Linked DNA regions of Sus scrofa: region 2 is linked to region 1. A link is a contact called in public Hi-C data. All regions are on one chromosome and are shown on one strand. Each heading gives the region's core, a stretch centred on a gene start, on an enhancer-like site or on the middle of the called end of the contact. The rest is flanking DNA. Distances are from core to core; before and after follow the strand shown. Region 1 overlaps ZBTB20 (zinc finger and BTB domain-containing protein 20). Region 2 overlaps ZBTB20 (zinc finger and BTB domain-containing protein 20).

Region 1 (2,593 bases), core at 50-2,549:
ATTTCACAGGGAGTCCTATTGGGACATTTTTTATTGTATCTTCTTTGCTACTGGTTATCTTCAAATTATCCTATGCTTCCAAATAAAGAAAAATATTTTGCCTAACACCTGATTATAAGGCCTCCATATGGCTCAACTTCTCTATGAGGCTAATGGAATAAAAAGGTTAACAGAAGATAATTTTCGCATCTTAAATTTACATCTGATCCTCAGTTAGGGTTTCCCTTGGAGAAGATTCTCCCTACAAGGACTTTGGAGCACATATCAGTGCAGAGAAAAAAGTCAGGCTCACATAAATAATGGGAATCAATAGCAATGCCACCCACAAACCAATCAAGATAACCTGTACATGGGAAAATTCTCTAAGCAAATCAAATCTGAATGCATAAATACGAACCCTGGGGAATTACAACTAAAGGATCCTATTATTTTTTGTGGGAAGACATGGGGGAGTAAACTGGCACAAAACGCCTTGCACAAATTTGGCCAATGAGTCACAAGGAAAAAGAATCATGCCTTCCCCCTATCCTTTCCCCAGCCTGATTTCTATCTCAAAATTTATCACTTTTCTTGCTCCCCACAGATGCTGAATTCTTCTTTGTTCCAGGCTGGGTTAGTGTTAATTTTCAGTAGAGAATGGCAGCAGCATGCTGAACTACAGAGTTCCAGACTGGGAGTTGGGAAATGTTTTTGGCCTGACTGTCAGTAAACAACTATGTGTCTAGGGCAAGTCAAGTCCCTTAACTCCCCATGTCTCAGTCTCTTCATTGAAAAATGATAGGGTTGGACTGCATGAACTCCATAGTCTCTGCCAACACTAAGATTCTATGGTTCTATAGCTCATTTCCTTTTTCTCTCTGGCACCAACTGCTCAACAACTCTGCTTATAGTCATTTCTTTGCACTCAGTTACCGATGGAAAAATATCGCCTTCATTTACTACCCAGTATTTGGTATTTCTAACCTTTCCCTCTTTTTGTGATGCTAGATATTTTGAGTCATAAACATGAACATATCCAGATAGATGCTTTAAATTTGAAAGCACTTAAGGAGAATAGCTTTCCCATGTAGAAACATTTAGTGCAGCTCGGCATGGAGGAAGCCAGGCATCCAAAAGTGGAGCAAAGGGGCCAATTCACAAATGAGAGGAAGCCTTTCATAATAAGAGTCTCCAGATTCTTCAATTTAGATAAAGCTACTAAATTCCAACTACTTTTCCAATCAATCCCAGACACCCTCACAGACACTTAGGACTACAAATCTGAGGACCAGCACTGGCAGTGATGCAGTTATTTCACCTCCACCATGTATTGCCAAGTAGGATTTAGGATGGCATAGTAATAAGAGCCAAGAGGACAATCTGTCATTTATTTTCCTCCAAACTTTTTGAAATTTCCCATTTGGGCTCTGTTTCCCAGTTTTAATTTGGTAACTGCCATTTTTCAGCATTTCTTTTAACAGGTTACTAATAATTTCTGATACAGGATCTCATATTTCATTTTGTGCTGCTAGAACTGCTGTTAATATTTCATCTGCCTTCAATTCAGCTCTGAATTAAGGCTTCTGAGCTTTTTTTTGATACACTGTTCTCACTTTGGTTCTGGGGATTTGATCACCAGTGTTCACCCAGTTTGTCCATATCTTGTTAGATAAGAATAATACATTGTCTCAGAAATATCTCAGGGTGTGCTGTACATTCTAGAGATACATTAGAGTTTCTTTTTTCTGGATCTTTGATCAAAATCACATAAGTGTTCTGTGTTTGTTTACCCAGGTAGCTTGCTATTTACTTTTGTGGTAACGTTCTGGAAGCAGAGAGCAATGGTTTACAGCCAGGGCTCACAGGAAGACCTAAGTTCAAATTCTGGCTCTGAAACATACTGCAAATACCATGTTAGGTCAGTTCCTTAACCTTACTGAACCTCTATTTTTCTATTTGTAAAATAGGGATAATAGCAATAACTACCTCTATTGCTATGAGTTCTCAAAAAAGAATGTTATCTTTATTCCCCTAGTATTAATAACCTACAAATTCACCTTATAGTGTTTTTATTTTGCAACATCTTTTCAAGACTAGCAAGTTACCTTTGAAGTCCAGACTTTTACAATTTGCTTTAGTGTAGTTTACATTAAAAAAAAACTCAAGTAAAATTAAGTAAGTACTTTAAAATTGGGTTCTGAAAACCACATGTATAATTACAAATGGTATATAGATAGCATCATAGTCTTATGTCACCTTTAAATCCAGTATCAAATTCTCAAAATTCTGTTCATTTAATAGCCAGGCCTGGATAAGGCATGTCATACTAATTCTAATCCATTCCATAAAGAGATGGCTTAGAATATTTACTTCCCCCCATTTGCAAACAATACAGATTATTTTAATACTTTTTGGTCATATATAGGTCAGGGTCCATCAGGAGTGAGAAATCACACAGCAATTTGAACACGGAAAGTTTAATATAAAGAAGTACTAACTAGAACAGGGGATTGGAGCAACAAGGGAGTAACTAGTAAGAAGTAAAAAGAATTGTAAGGTATATAAGAATAAGCAAATATAAGGAGCAACCTCAACTTCTGAGGCTGATGGAGGG
Region 2 (2,593 bases), core at 38-2,537, 210 kb before region 1:
CACAGGACTTTTACATAAGGTGACTACATGTTGGGATTTGGTGAGCAGCTCTCTAAAAAGAGAGCTCTCTACCAGTTGTGGGAAATAACCGCCTTGGTTATGATGAGAGAGTACGACCTTAACCAAAAACTGTGTGGCTGGAAAAATAAACTCCTGAGGGACTCTCTCTGATCACTCTTAGAGAGATCCAACATCCACAGATGTGTCTTCAGAAAAATGCAAGTCCACCTGACAGGTGAGGCTGAACCTCAACGATGGATTTGAGGACACAGGAACTGGGAATCGGTAAAATCCATTTCTAAAAAGTGAACCTACTTTTTTTTTTTTCTTTCGCCTACTCCTTCCTCTCTCCCTTCTCTCTCTTTTTTTCCTCTCCCATTATTGTTTACTTAATTTGAATCCTGGCCTTAATGGGAATGGAACTGTATCCAGAGGTACTATTAAGATAAGAAATTTCAGGAAGAAATATTTAATGAGGGGTTTGGAGTTTTTGGAGAAGGAATAGAAAATTATTTAGAGAGAAACAAGGGAAAAACTAAGAAGTTAAATATCGGAATCAGCACGATGGCTGTAGACTAGTTTCCGAGAGGCACAGATGGTCTGCATTCTCCAGAACCAAAACAAACAGGAAGTAACAGGGCCAGAGCCCCCTCTCCCCTCCTTTCCTCCCTCCCATGTAAATTGGGGGAAAAAAAAAAAAACGGAAATGTATTCAGATCAAAAAGTTTTCCTTCAAACACTGGAAACTGACCAAAGCAAAAGAAACAAGAGAGCTGGTTCTAGCAGGTAAAACGCCAAAGGGACAGCACATTTTGGGGGTGGAAGAGAAATTAGGGATCAAATGCACACACACTTTTGGAGAAAAGTCAGGGTCTATAGCTAATGGAGGGGTGAATGTAGCAGGCAGGTGGCAAGTAAGAAATTTGGAGGAGAGAAAGGGCTTCATTTTGGGTTTTGTTTTCTGGAGGAGGGCTAGGGGATACTGGGGAACATGACTACTCTTGGGGTGCAGAGGGAGACAAGGAGCTTAGAGTTGGACAGGGAAAGAAAGAAACTCAGGGGTCATGTGGGGGACATTGAGTCAGGAAGAGGTTCAGTTGGATGATAACAAGCTTTCAGAAGATGGCTTTGAGTCGTAGAAAAGTGTACTGGAACGGATGGCTACTGACAGGGTTAACAACACACTAAACTCTCCCCGTTTCCAAATGTGATGTGCAAGCACCGCCCAGAGCAGCAAAGCATGTGCAGGCAAAACATCATCAAAACTTCACAAAATGGGGTTCGGGGGCCAGAGGGGAGGTGTGTGAATCGTGCCCCCTCCTTGTGCGCATCCCACCAACAGCACAGAGCTCTAGCAGGGAAATCGCCAGTGAAACCCGAGACTTCCAAGCCATCCCACAGAGATAAACCAGCCCAGGTCCCCAGTGACTCCAGGCAGCCATGAGGACAGTTTTCGTGTTCCAAAACTAATTGGACAGTAAGGAGTGTCTGTAAGAATAAAAGGCGGTGGGAGTGGAGGATGGAAATAAAAGGGGAAAAAAGTGTCCTTGTTGAAAGTTTTAAATTACAGGCTCAGTAAAAAACTGGCATTCCACCACATCCGGTCTAGTTACCAAATGGAAAAATAGGGTCATTAACATGTTTATTTGAATTACATTAGTCCTTCTCTTTCATATTTAATTTATTCTGTTAGAAGAAAAAAAAAACACGAGGCTCTGCATGCTGGTGAAAGGCAGGAGTGTAATGGATCAGGGAGCTGAAATGCAATGATCTTTACCCATTATCTACCCGGCTAAGGCTTTTCAGAACTTACTAGGATCACTCAGGGATTCTGCCCCTTAGGAGGAAGGGAAGGGCACAGAAAGATGTGAGGTACGGCTGCCCCTGAGTTATTAAAATATTAAAGTTATTAAATATTATTTGAATTGAGGAGTGGGAGTGAGATTTTAATGGAAAGGAAATTCAGGAAGAGAAGGAAGAGTTGGGATAGACGACCTCTTCTCCAGATTGAATGTCCAGACATAAGGTCCGTGCTAGGCTCATTGAACATCCTCCCCATGTTATGGATGGTGGAAACACAGAGAAATCTCTGTGTTATTGGTATTATGGGTATTAAAAGCCCACATTTTCACGATGATCTCATGAGGCTTGTTGCTCTCCCAAACAGTTCTGATCAACAATAAGTATAAGCAAGTCTATTTAGGGGAAAATGGAAAAAAAGTGTATTTTTAGGATGGTGTCTGGAGATGACCTGTTAAATCATTGTGGTAGTGACACAGAAAAGACCTAAGAGCAGTCCTTGCTCTAAAACTTACTTGCTACACTTGCACATATAATTCCATCAGTTTTCCTCATCCATAAAATGGGAACATGAACAGTTACAATAGAGTTGAGAGGGAACAAGAAGGATACTCTGTGTAAAACTGTTCTCCAGAGCACTGTACACATGTAAGGCATTCTTATTTCCCAAAGACGGTGGTGCCAAGTACAAGCCAAACACTGTGCCAAATATCCTTAGAAACAGGATCAGAAACAAAGCAGGAAGTGCTCTGACTAAGCTGAAGAGGACATGGATCTTCTATCTCAGTGCTGA

What was found. Hi-C and Micro-C count contacts between places; a contact is called where the count stands out from the background.
Region 2: a contact with region 1 is called in a Hi-C map of subcutaneous adipose tissue, with 2.9 times the contacts expected there. The contact joins two enhancer-like sites. A contact is called at or near these places in 5 of 47 Hi-C or Micro-C datasets (heart right ventricle, liver, skeletal muscle and 1 more) and 1 of 2 datasets of contacts at active chromatin or transcription factors (skeletal muscle).

The regions. Positions count from the first base shown.
Region 1 is chr13:145,359,792-145,362,384 of Sscrofa11.1, reverse strand. The region is part of intron 4 of ZBTB20 (zinc finger and BTB domain-containing protein 20); the gene reads right to left. Among named protein-coding and RNA genes, the nearest start is that of DRD3, 410 kb to the left of the region's middle. Within about 2 kb of position 1,299, at least 17 of the 83 cell types and tissues checked have an H3K27ac peak or open chromatin away from gene starts, as enhancers often do. A contact at or near this core is called in subcutaneous adipose tissue, where this site is marked.
Region 2 is chr13:145,568,700-145,571,292 of Sscrofa11.1, reverse strand. All of the region lies in intron 5 of ZBTB20 (zinc finger and BTB domain-containing protein 20), which reads right to left. Among named protein-coding and RNA genes, the nearest start is that of DRD3, 200 kb to the left of the region's middle. Within about 2 kb of position 1,287, at least 23 of the 83 cell types and tissues checked have an H3K27ac peak or open chromatin away from gene starts, as enhancers often do. A contact at or near this core is called in subcutaneous adipose tissue, where this site is marked.